Linked DNA regions of Capsicum annuum: region 1 is linked to region 2. A link is a contact called in public Hi-C data. All regions are on one chromosome and are shown on one strand. The core of a region is the stretch at or near the end of the contact, and the rest is flanking DNA. Distances in the headings are between cores, read along the strand shown.

Evidence for each region. Hi-C and Micro-C count contacts between places; a contact is called where the count stands out from the background.
Region 1: a Hi-C map of leaf shows a contact between it and region 2, with 2.5 times the contacts expected there. The contact joins the enhancer-like site here to the promoter of LOC107863086 in region 2. A contact is called at or near these places in 3 of 5 Hi-C or Micro-C datasets (leaf and placenta).

Annotation. Positions count from the first base shown.
Region 1 is chr3:230,964,356-230,971,584 of UCD10Xv1.1, reverse strand. LOC107866114 (histone-lysine N-methyltransferase ATXR6) reads left to right here. Exons shown (of 6, transcript XM_016712295.2): 6 at 1-235. Among protein-coding and RNA genes, the nearest start is that of LOC107866114, 6.7 kb to the left of the region's middle. Within about 2 kb of position 1,999, at least 5 of the 5 cell types and tissues checked have an H3K27ac peak or open chromatin away from gene starts, as enhancers often do. A contact at or near this core is called in leaf, where this site is marked.
Region 2 is chr3:230,903,594-230,909,927 of UCD10Xv1.1, reverse strand. It overlaps LOC107863086, which reads left to right and starts at 4,827. Exons shown (of 8, transcript XM_016708853.2): 1 at 4,827-5,172; 2 at 5,726-6,334. The coding sequence starts at 5,810.

The DNA.
Region 1 (7,229 bases), core at 750-3,249, 64 kb before region 2:
ATATTAGCTAGAATTTGATTCATCATGTAAATGCTTCAAGTTAATCTACAGCTTTGTCTTGGTTCTGGAGAAAGTGTTCTCAGGAAATTCTGATCTTTGTAACTCATGTTTGCCCAGAGGGAAGTTCCTTAACCTATCCAAGCAGAACTTCTATGCTTGAAATTTTAACATTTTGATTGATATCAGACTTGTTGAATTGAATTTGGAAAAGTCTCATTTTTACTTAGTATTGTTACATCTGAATAAGAGAACAATTATTGCAGCCAACTTCTTGAAGATTAAAGTTAAGACATGACAAGCATATGCATAGACAAAGACTTTTGGTTAAATGTCATGTAATTGGTTATATGGAGTGGTTCTTCGTTGTTTCTTCATCCTTATGACTCCAATAATTATGAGGTGGATTTGCAAAAGAATTCATTCATTATTGGGGAGAGGAGAGATTTTCTCTCTTAAAAGTTGCTATAATTCTTGTGACATTTCTGTGGTAGATGCTGAGTTTTCTGTTTCATTACAAGACCAGATTTTTTCCATGCTTCATCAACCGGCTTGCACATGACTTGCACCATTATATGAATTTTAAGATTCTTTTATGTGAGTTAATAGACTAATCCTTTGATTTATGTAATCATACACAAGACTCTATAAACTGTTGTAGTGTGTACTAATCCATTCCTACTGGACAGTTACACTTGATATCAGTAATTCTTCACTACACATTTTGTGTATAAAAATTAGACCTGCTGGTATATATCTTAAAGACAAGGTACGAGAGGCGAGATTGAGATGGTTCGGACATGTGAAAAAAGATGTACGGATGCCTAGTGCGGAGGTGTGTGAGTTGGCTACGGATGGTTTTAAGACAGGTAGAGGTAAGTTGAAGAGTATTGGGGGCGCGGATTAGGTTAGAAGGTTAGTAGATAATTGAGTATTGTTTTGTATATCCTTTCTTCTTCAATTTTTGTTACTACTATTTATTGTTTGTACTTCGTTTATCGTACTACTTCTTTTGTAGTTACTCTTCCTTTTTCAGAATGTTGTCTTGCCTTGTTGAGTATTTTGCCTTAGTTTTTTTCACCCCTATTGCTTTTTTGAGCCGAGAATCTGTCAGAAATAACCTCTTCACCTCCCAAGGTAAGGATAACTACCCTCCTCATACTCCACTTGTAGGATTACACTGAGTATGTTGGTGGTGGTGGTGGTACATCTTCCTAGTAAGGGGTGTTTGAGATTTCTATTCCTTTTTTGTTTTTCATCCCATTTTCTTTGAGGCCCGACTAATCCTGATTTTGCTTTTAGCAAATTGAGACCGGAAGGTTGTGAATTTTCACATCTGAATTCTGATCCAGTTTTTCCCTTTTAAAACTTGAATGGGCTTCAGGCCCAGTATGAATTTAAAACCTTTTCTAAATACTCAAAAGTACAATGAACCCGATTCCTAGTAAAGGCCTTTATTCCTTTAAAAAAGTCATCAGATCCAAGACAAGTGCTGGGAAAAATGTACCAGGATAAGAAGTTGGGGCTCATTGTCAGTAATCATAAAAACACTTTAAACCTATGATTATAATGATCTATATATATATGTAACTGCATGCAGAAAGGACCACCCTATGGCTCTGAATGTTTTAAAACCAAACCAAACAGAAACACAGAATAGAGTGGTCCTTTATTAATTAATAGCTTACCATAATCAGTTACCACTGTAGCAGGACTTCTCACACACATACACAGAGACAAAGTAGAAAACAACATATTACAGTTGTCTCATTTACTGCTTTTTCTATCTTTCTCTAACTTACATTTCATGCAATTTTTCTTTTTAGTCCGTTCCTGAAAGAATGACGTACCAGTTAACTTTAAACTCTACAATTTACCCTCGGTGAGAAACATGTAGAAAGACACAAATGTTATAGACATATTTAAAGCCATAAGTAGGGGCAAAGCTACCAGAAGGGGGTCATCGAAGAATTGCATTAAATTCACGGTCAATACATATATGTAATAGATATTGAAATCCCTTGGCCTTTCGTACTTATATTTTGAATTTCATTAATAAAAATTCTGATTCCATCACTGATCATAAGTTAAAACGGAGCACGTAGTAGATAATTTTAAGCCGTTGATTTCGATCAGTGAGTTATATTGTCCCCACAGCAATTTTAGGTGCGTGGTCCAGAAGGTGTAGTTTTTATGTACTTCAAATTTTCATGTTGCATTGACAGAGGGAAAAAAGAATTCACCAGTGGACAAAAAAAGAAGAAAAAAGGTTTTCCCATAGATTTTGTAATCAGGAAAAAAGCTCAAATCCCAAGGTTAAAAAAAAAAAAAGGAAAGAGGAGTTTGTCAACTGTCATTACTCAACATATACATAATGCTCAAACCGCCCAGTTCATATTTTTTCTTCATTCATTCACTGCAGTGATCTGTTGTGTTGTGTCCCTCAATATTTAATTTGTTTGTTTCCCCACTCTTATCAGAAAGAGTGTGCCCTCTTTTGTTGTTTTACAATTTACCCTTTGTTTTTCTAGTGATGTATGTATGTATATTATTGTATTGAATTAATACATAAAAATGATCTTAAACTTGACGCTAAAATATAACTTTGACAATGCATAAATATGACCTTTAACTGCTCAAAACTGTACAAATATGACCTCCAATCCTACGTGGCAAAACGCGTGTTCAACACAAAAAATTGGGCGCGTCCAACTTAAAATCTAAGGACATAATACATAAATATGACCTTAAATTTTGACAGTGCACAAATATGACCTTTAACTATTCAAAACTGCACAAATATGACCTTTAAATGACTCTTCACTATTAGTTTTTCATTATTTTCGGCTCAAAAATGAAAATGGCATCTAATTTCTTTTGTCGTTGCGGAAAAAAAATAATATTGAAGATTTATTAATTAGGAGGGTCAGCCTCATACGAAAAAATCGAGCAGGTATGTATATATATTATAAAGCAGGAGACGAATTTAAGTTATATAATATATCTAAATATTATTTATTTAAATATTAAATAAAAGATGAAACTATACTAATAATAAAAAAATAATAGTTTTAATAAAACGTTATTAAATTAATGTTATTAAGGATAGTAGTAGTAGTATATTAAATTAACGTTATCAAATTAACATAATTAAAATGTTATTAAATTAACGTTATTAAAACGTTATTAAATTAACGAGGGGCGGACCTACGTGGTTGCCATGGGGTTCACCCTAACCCCCTCGGTAAAAAAATTACGTCGTATATATATAAGATAGAAAATGTATATTTATGTACGTATACTAATGTTGAACCATATGAAACAAGACACTTAGATAGCCCAGTGGTGTTATTTGCTCTTCTTCGGCACTTCCTTCAGCCTATTATGAGGGTTCGATCCCTGCTAGTGGCTGTTTTTTTTAATTAAAAAAAAGCTAGGTGTTGCTGCTATAGAAATAAATAAAATAATAATAATAATAATTTTAAATTAAAAAAAATTAGGTGCTGCTACTATAGAAATAAATAAAAAATTATAATAATAATAATAACAATAACAATAATAATAATTTAAAAAAAATGACGTCGTTTTAACACAAAAAGTAAAACTTTATCAGTGCACAAATATGACCTTTAACTATTCAAAACTGCACAAATATGACCTCTCTCCAAGTCAGCCCTTTTAACAACGTGGCACCGTGTGATTGGATTACCTTTCCACGTAGGCGCGAGTGAGACTCACTCATGAGGTTGCAAAATCGGAGGTCATATTTGTTCAGGTTTTGAATAGTTAAAGGTTCTATTTATGCACTATCAAAGTTTAAGATCAAAATTATAATTTAGTGTCAAATTTAGGATATTTTTATATATTAACTCTATTGTATTATTATATTTTCTGAACATAAATCATCAGCTTGTTGTCTGCTCTTTTTTGTTCATTTTACAGTCTTGTCTTTGATTAATACTCCATGTATAGTAGCTTTACAATTGGATTAAGTTGCACTTTCTACATTCTAATTTATGCGCCACTGACTGACTTCATACAAATGTTAAGCAATACAAGAAAGACGTTAAAATATATGGTCTAAAACAAACTTTAACCATTTAAGATCGGCTATAATTCACTTTATTAAGGATAAAATGAGAATTTAATAGTTAAATTGTTTCTATCTATAAAAATAAAAATATAAAGTTTGTTTGAAACCGAATAAAAAAAAATGTGCCTCGTAAATTAGGACGGAGAAAAATATACATTTTTATGTACGACTTAATTATGTGGGGTTTATGTAAAAGGGATGGGGTTGTTTATGGGGTGAATAATTGTTATGTGTTAAATAATTAATAATACAGTAGAAATTTTATAAATTAATGTTGTCGAGACCATGAAATATTATTGTTTTGTTTTGTAAAGGTATTATTTAATCTAAAAATTAATATTTATTAATTCAAAGAGTGTTTTCGAGATTCAATGAAGGTTAATTAATTGTGTATATCATCAGAGAAAATAATGTTGATGATGAAGTTGAAGATGATACAATATCATTGGAATCAGTTACACGTAAGGAAGCACTTATCGCGCCTAAAACTCTTCATAACTTTTTGGTGCAGTTTGAGAACACAACAACGGAATTTTTGGATGCAATAAGAAAAGTTAGGGATGAGCTTCAACTACATTTAAATTTTAATCAAAAAATACAAAAATCATATTTCATTAAACCGTCTTAGATATTTTTGTAATTTTAAGAAATTATTATTTTATAATCTTAGCGAGATTATATATTTATATATGGGCCTTTCGAAAATATATTATTTTATTATCTTATTGAAATTGGTGATTTTTATACTGTCCCAAATATTTGACTGTAAACCTAATTATCATTCCATCTATATTTACTTGAGATCGCTATAAAAATTCATATATCAATTTTAAATCCAGAATTCGCACGCCTATTGTCTTAATCAGGTTACTTATCAATGTTTATCTACTTTTAATTACTTTATAAGTTACTTAGTTAAAAAAAGAGAAAAGACATCTTTTCTCTTCTGAATTTGTCCTCTCAACTCACTTTAGCACTTAAACTTAACTTATGTTTATTTACCCTCTTAACATCTTTAAAGTTAATTACTTTCACCCCTTAATATATAATACCACTTTCATAATGAAGAGTGCATCACACTCGCTGACACGTTAGCGCCACATCACCGCCACGTCGGAGCCACGTAAATAAAGTATTTTTTTAATTATTTATATATATAAATATATATAAATATTTTATATATATACATATTTTTAAATATATAAAAAATAGTTTAAATTAAAACAAAAACCCCACCCCCCATTTTCCATCTTCTTCGTAACCCCCAGTCTTACCCCTCCCCTGCCTCCCTCCCATCCACCCCACACCTGCACACACACTCTGTTCTCCCCCATACTGCCCCACCTGCATACACACTCATCCACCTCCATCCACCCCAACACAGCCACACTTGTCAGATTTTTCGGTGAATTTTCGCCGGAAAACTCAACTCACTTAAAAAATTCAATTAATTATCAATTTGTTCAAACAAATGAATCTAAGAAAGGTGAGAAAAAAATTGTGTTGGGTGTTTCTTTGACAAATGGATCTAAGAAATTTGAATGGTGTTTAATGGAGGAAAAATGAGTGTTTAATGGATGAAAATTTTTCTAGAATTTTCTTGTTAATATTTTCCTCTAAATAGTTTTCACTGAATAATTTTCATTCAAATTATCCCATTTTTGAATCCCATTTTTGAAACTGAAACTATCCCATTTTTTGTTTTCCATTTCTTTAACAAATGGATCTAAGAACTTTCTTTTGTTTTATTTCTCTTGCTAATATTAATAATGGAGGAAAAATGGGTGTTTAATGGAGGAAAATGGGTGATTCCGATTCGTATTTCCTTAACAAATAGGTGTTTAATGGAGGAAAATTTTTAATTTAGTGTCTTAATGGTTATTTTTTTGTGGTGTTAAAGGAGGAATATGAAAAAAAAAATAAAGGAGAGAAGTGGTGAAAAATGTATTTGAGGTTGTTAATGAAGAAATTTGGGTATTGTTGTTGATAATGTTTTGAAGAAGTAGAAGAAAAAAGTGTCTATTTAAAAAAAAATTATTATATTTTAATATAATATTACTAAAAATAATTTTTTTAATAAATAAACGCGTCCTTTTAAAAAAAATGTCACGTCAGCATTAGGGATGAAATAAATACACTTCAAAAATGTTAAGGAGTAAATAAACGAAAATTAAGTTTAAGTGTTAAAGTGAGTTGGGAGGACAAGTTCAGGGGGAAGATGTCTTTACTCTTAAAAAAAATATGTTTATCACATTGTCTATGCATATAATTTAGTACTATTAAGTCTTTCGGTGCATGACTGCATGCCATCTCATTAGCTTACTTCACTTTTAAGTCGAGATAGAATTCGGGGTGTTCATGGGTCAATTCGGATCGGTTATTGGTCAAAATCATAATTAAATCAACTTAGTTGGTTTTTAAATTTCTAAAATTAAACCAAAACAAAACAAACAAAAAAATAACCGTCAGCTTAATTCGGTTTGGTTCAATTTTTTCGGTTTATAATTTTAGCTAATGATAAAAGTTGAAAATTAAAAAAAAAACAAATTCAATCTAACATATGAAATGTTAACCGAGTGTTGTATCTCAACCTTAAACTGAGATGTCAACTGAGTGTTATACTTCGACAAAGCTATGAACAACACCATATGAACGCTTCTAAAAAAATATTTTAAAACTACATTTAACAAAATGATATGATAAATCCCCCAAAAGGTGAACACATAAACTTCTTGCTCAACAAGGTTCAAAAAGAAAGTTAAAATTAATGATTGTCTATAGTTAAATGAATCTCAACTATAAATTTCAATATACAACAAGATACTATTATTTTCACAATTAGTATCGTTTGTCATTAAATGTGTGAAATTCACCTAGAATCTCATAAGGCACTACCAACTAGATGAAAAAATGACTTAATGTGTTACGACTAAAGTTAAATCATGATTAAAATATAAAATGTAATAGATATTTATATTGTATTTATGAATAATACATAAATAATTATATTATATATATATCGGTTCAGTTTGATTATTTTATCGGTTATTTTAGAGTAAAACGAAATCAAATCAAATTAGTATCGATTTTTTTAAATTCAAAACCAAACCAAACCAAATATCGATTTTTTTTAATCGAC
Region 2 (6,334 bases), core at 3,578-6,077:
TTTTTTTAGGTAAAGGTTAGGTTTAATTGTATTATCATAATATCTCTATTAGTTTGTTATTTTGTGGTAGTTTACAGTTCGTAGATGAATCTCGGTCGGCTTTAAAAAAAAATTGTGTGTAAAATTTAAGTTTAATTGTATTTTTTTTATATCACTTTTGTCGTATTATTTTGTTACAATTTACAGGTGATGGATAAATGTTGGTCGGCTTTGCGGATTTATTTTAATATAAAAGTTAGGTTTAGTTATATTATTTTGATATCTCTATTATCGTATTATTCTATTATTGTTTACAGGTAGTAGATGAATGTCAGACGACTTTGAGAATTTTTTTTTGGAGTAAAGGTTAGATTTAATTGTATTATTTTGATGTCTCTATCATTGTATTGTTTTGTTGCAATTTACAGATGGTAGATGAATGTCGATCGACTTTTAAAAATATTTTTTGTAAATGTTAGGTTTAATAAATAAATTTTTCATATTTACATACTCAAAAGATATTAAATTTAATTATTATATTCATCTTTATTATTTAAACAAATATCCTGTTTAGCGTAATGTTTGAACTCATTAAAGTGAGGTACACGCGCAAGGAGCGTACACCTAGTATAACTTATTTAATAAATTTCATAAATTAAATTAATAAAAATCACTTAAACGACCTAAGAGAGTATTTCTTTGCTTTACATATGCATTTTATTTAGGAATGCACTTACAATTAGAATCATTTAAGATGAAATATTTTAAATGATCATATCTTAAATTTTAGCCTGAAATTTCAACAAATTCAGTATATTTTGTTTCAATTAACTATATAATAAAGCCTATTGTATACGAATATCAAATCACTTACTACTACCAAAAATAAAAAATCTAATCAGTTAAAAAGTAGTTTGTGTTTTCCTTCGGATCTGGTTTATTTTTGCAAGTATGCGTTTCAAAAAAAAAGAAGAAGTAAATCAATCTAAAATATCAAGTTGCCTTAAAAATGCATTTGGTGAAAAATTATTTTGGATTTTTGAAAATTTACCTAATTAAAGCTATTTTTTGGCTTTTGAAATGCTGCCTCAGTCTCAAAATAATTCTTAATTTCTAAACATGATTATCTCAAATCATTAATCGTTTTAGAAGTTTAAAAACAAATTAAATATGATTTTTCCCTTTTATCCTTAGTAGTATTCTCCGTCGCATATTAGTTGGTTATCTTACTAAAAATAGTTGTCCAATATCAGTTGTTCACCTTACCAAATCAAGAAAGGATTAATTAATTTATTTCATATTATCCTTGTAATTAATTTTTTTTAAAAGTGTTCACACTTGTTTGTACAATACTCAAGAAGTTTTTTAAGGGGTAAATTAGTAAAACAACATTCTTATTTATGATTTCTTAAAATGCATGTAAAAAGGGAAATAACCAACTAATATGAAACGAAGGGAGCAATTATTTTAAATACTCCTGATCAATAGAGTAAATATTTAACCAAGAAAAAATAAATCTTGAACTAAATACCTTCTAATTAATATTCTTTTAAGAAGCGTATAAAAAAAATTACGTAAGATAATTTGAATCGAGTGATTAGATTTGAATTTATTTTTTCAGATAACAAGAATCTATTGTACGTGTAGCAAACAAAATAATTTCTATAAATTGACAAACATTTCAAGTCCAAACAAACCCAGTACTCACGAATATTTTAAACCCATATGTTAAAACATGTAGTAAGAATAAATGTTGGCATTTATTTATGAGACATATCACGTTAAAGACCAAACAAGTAAAACCAATTAACGTCGTTATTAACAGTAAATAAGAATAACTGTTCGCATGGAACCAATTTAAGTACACATGAATTAAATTCGAATAACTGTTAGCATGGAGCATATTTAAGCTTACGTAATTAATTTTGAAATTAACTGCTAGAGCATGGAGCCAAACCTAATTTCATTGTAATTGTAATAGTAATATGAACCTCTTAATTTCAAACAAGTTGACAATGATTTAATAAGTAAATATTTGGATATGATTTGATTGAGATTTCTAAAGATAAGTTGTAATATTTGAAATTAAAATTGAATATATTTAAATATTAAGTTATGCAATATAGATACAACGTGGAATTATTGTGAATGAAAATTTAAAGAAATAAACTCTTTAAACATATTTTTCAAACTTTAAATTTTATTATTCCAGGAATAAAATTGAAATGACAGTCCATCGGCTAAGCAAATAATTTGTCGAAATAATTTTCAAACACTACTTAAATTTTTTAGAACCAAAACTATTACTAGCTAGAATATAGCCTATTTATTTTTAATGTTTAATTTTCACATGGTGTTTCGAAATTTCGATTAATTTCAATTTGCATTATGTAAGGTTCATTAAAGGAAAAATGCTTTCTTTCGGGATTTCTTTTTCATATTTAAGTTTGATCACACATATTTAAGTTAGAGTTTGACCATAAATTTTAAAATTTGATTTTCAAGATCTATTTGGTCAAGAAATTTTATCAGATTTTAAAATTTTGATTATCAGATTTTAAAATTTTGATTTTCAAAAATTAATAACCTTTTAGAACTTCCACTAACAAAATTGATTTTTTTCCCTAAAGTAATATATATGTCAAAAGATCACTACTTTAACCTTTCAAACTTCACAATTTATAATCAAACGAAGCTAAATATTCAATATTCACGTTGATCTAGTTAATCTGCCTCACTTAATGCGTTTTTAATACTTAAAAAGATAATTGGAAAATAAGGAAAAAAGTAGAAAAAGAAACTCTATTTAAATAAAAAAAGAAATTTTTTTTGATAAAAATACACAATTAAAAGAAAAGGGGGACTCTGTAAATGAGAGCAGATAGTTGTGGGCAAAAGTAGGGTGGCGCACAATACAGAAAGTACCCCTATCTTTTATTTTACTTGTCTCATATATTAAAAATACTAGATATTGATGGCCCATATCAGCACAAGCCCAATATATATTATTTTTTATTTTAATTTAAATTATTAATATATTTTATACTTTTAATTATTATAATTTATAATATTTTTTCTTTTGTTTCAATTTAAATAATGCTGATATTATTTCAAGAGTCATTCAAATATTTTATATTTTAAAAATTTTTTAAGTTGTTATTTATGTGATTTACAATATCTTTTACATTATTTTTCAATAATATATGTATATTCTCCTTGTCTCAATTTATGTGGCACAAATAAAATTTCAACAGTGAATCAATTTTTATACATATATACTTTTATAAGTTCTTAATTATTGTGATTTATAATACTTTTTTTATTTCATTTTAAAATAATATATGTTATTTTATGTCTTGCTCTGTCTCATTTCAATTTACGTGCACTAATATAATTTCGATAGTCAATTAAATTTTTTATGTTGACATATTATTTTATGTCTCTTTTACCTTTTTTTATGAAATATTATCAATTTTTCAATGCTTAGAGGAACATAATAATTAATTAGTGGTGATTTAGTAAAATCACGGTAAAAGCAATGAAGCACACATGTCTTAAGTGACTTGTAATAACTAATTAGAAGCGACATAACAAAATTATTATAAAAAAACACTTGTATAATAATTATTTAATAATAGTACAGTAAAATTACGATTGAAACAATGGAAACAGTCATAAATGTCTATTTTACTTTTTTTTAATTAAATATTATTAATTTGGTAATATGTAATGACTTATAATATTTAATTAGAAATATAATAATTAATTAGGAATGGTATAGTAAAATTACGATTGAAGAAGCTGAAGAGGTATGTCATAAATGTCTATTTTAATTTTTTATTAAATATTATTAATTTTCTAATACATAAATGACTTATAATAATTAATTAGGGGTGATATAGTAAAATTACAGTTGAAGTAGCTGAAACAGACATGTCGACCTCGTGGTTGCTTTGCTGATACAGTAAAATTACAATTGAAGCAGCTAAACCAGTCATAGATGTCTATTTTACCTTTTTTCTAATTAAATATTATTAATTTTGTAATACATAAATAACTTATAATATTTAATCAGGGATATAATAATTAATTAGGGGTGATATAATAAAATTACGGTTGAAGCTTTGTAACAGAAATGTCATAAATGTCTATTTTAATTTTTTTATTAAATATTATTAATTTTCTAATAATAAATAACTTATAATAATGAATTAAGGATAATATAGTAAAATTACAGTTGAAGCAGCTGAAACAGACATGTCGACCTCCTGCCTGCTTCAGTTGCTTAACTCGCTCTTATAATATAAGAGAAAATTACATATTTATTCATCTAAAGTAAAATTTTAAAAGTAATTTATCACTATAATTCTAATTCATTGTTATTATTAACTCACTAATTTTTAAGGTGTTAAATTTATTTAAAAATTAATGAAGTTGTATCCCTTTAAATCTTTTCCTCAATTGTATTTTATTGAGCCAATACTCTATCAAAAATAGTGTTTCTAAGTCACTTTTGAATTAGTGAGACGGACAACGAACAACTTATTCTCTCTGAAATGTATTATACATTAAATATATTGTTGTAATAGAAAATTCTGATATTTTGTACAGTAATTATTGAAAATCTCGATTTAGATTTATCGAAATATATACTTAGCCCTTGATACATTCAACGAAAATATATTTTTTTCTTTGTAAAGATACATATCCCTTTAAGTTATATATTTATATTATTTTATAAGTAATATTTATAACTCACGTTAAATGAATAATGGATAATTAAAAATGAATGGGAGAGTAGTAAGGAGAGACTACACAGGAGAGGACCAGACCCTAATACTCGTTAGTAGTACTACTACTCTCCAAAATCTCGTTTCTCGGGCCATCCGTAAACACGAATATCAAGAATATTTTTTTTCCTTTTTCCCTTTTCTTTTTCCTTCCTCATAATTATTCTTTATTCTTTATTTTCCAAAAAATAAATAAATAATGTTTCCTAATTTTAGATCCTTCTTCTTCCATTAATTACACCTTTGTTAAATTTTATTTATTTTAATGGTCAGTACTTTCTTTCTTCTTTGTTCAGAGAGGAACAAGAGAGAGGAAGTGTGTTGTGTTCTGTTGTGTTGTATTGTCTCTCTCTGTGTTACATATTTTTTCCTTCAAAATTTCACAAAAACAAGGCGGACCCATGTGAGAAAATCTTCTTGGCTTTTCATTTCTTGCATTTTCTTGAAATTTTTTCCTTTGTGATTTGCTAAATTTTTCATCTTTGTGTTTGCAAAATTTGTTTTTTTTTATTTTTTTTTTTTATATTTGGTGTTTGTTAATCCTTTGTCTAACGTTTGTACAGTCGTCATCTTGATGTTGGGTTTTCAATTTTGTGTTTGAAATTGCTGCTTATGTTGTTTTTTTAATTTGGGTTTGAATTTTAGGGTTCATATTTCTTTGTTGAAATGGTGTGGGGTGGGGGTGGGGGGTGGGGTAGTATTATACCCTTTATTGAAATTGAAGTATTGTTATGTGGGGGAGACCAGGTTCAATGGGAGTGGATTGGGATCCATGCTGGATCTATTGTTTTTTTTTGGTTGTTATGTTAAGAGAGGGGGGAAATAGTATAATTGTTTTTCTTGTAACTTAGAATAATGGTGTTGGTAATTTTTAAATCAGTTTTAGTCATCTTGGTAGTCGTGTTTTTTATGTTTGTTTACTAAAATGCAAACTTTCTTCATTTGTTTATTTATAGGTATAACTATGAAGGATGGATTATTTAACACATTTTCTAAGGGCTTAAAAAGATGATTTCTTGATGGGCTGAACTCAAGGTATCATGGGTAGCTTAAGTGATGATGAAGGAGAATGTCGATTTTTCGATGCCCCGGATAGTATTTCACAGGTCTCTGATTTGGGTTTTAACTGTAGTCCGATGCGCGAATCTAGCTCTGGAATTGACAATGGTGTTAGCTATGATGAGTGGATTAAGACTCCTAGAAGTGTTGGCGAGCGTCGTAGGCAATTCCGTTGTTGGATGGGGTTAAGTTTAGATGGAATGTCTGGAGAAGATTCAGTAGATATATGTGGAAGCTCTAATTTATGTACTGGTGAGATTGAAAGGATTACGGAGAGAAGTGGAGCCGTATTGCGGTCCTCCATTTTTGAGGATGAATTTTTGTCTTACCAGTCTGGTTTGTGTGTGGAAGCTTTGGATTCACCTAAACAATTGGGTTCAAATGAAAGTTTCGTGTGTAGGGGTGGCAATGCTGATAGTGGAATTGGGTGCAATGTACATGTTCAGGCAGAGAATGGACAGCGAAGTAACGGAGCTATCAGATTGGAACGATTGAAAATGTCTCGA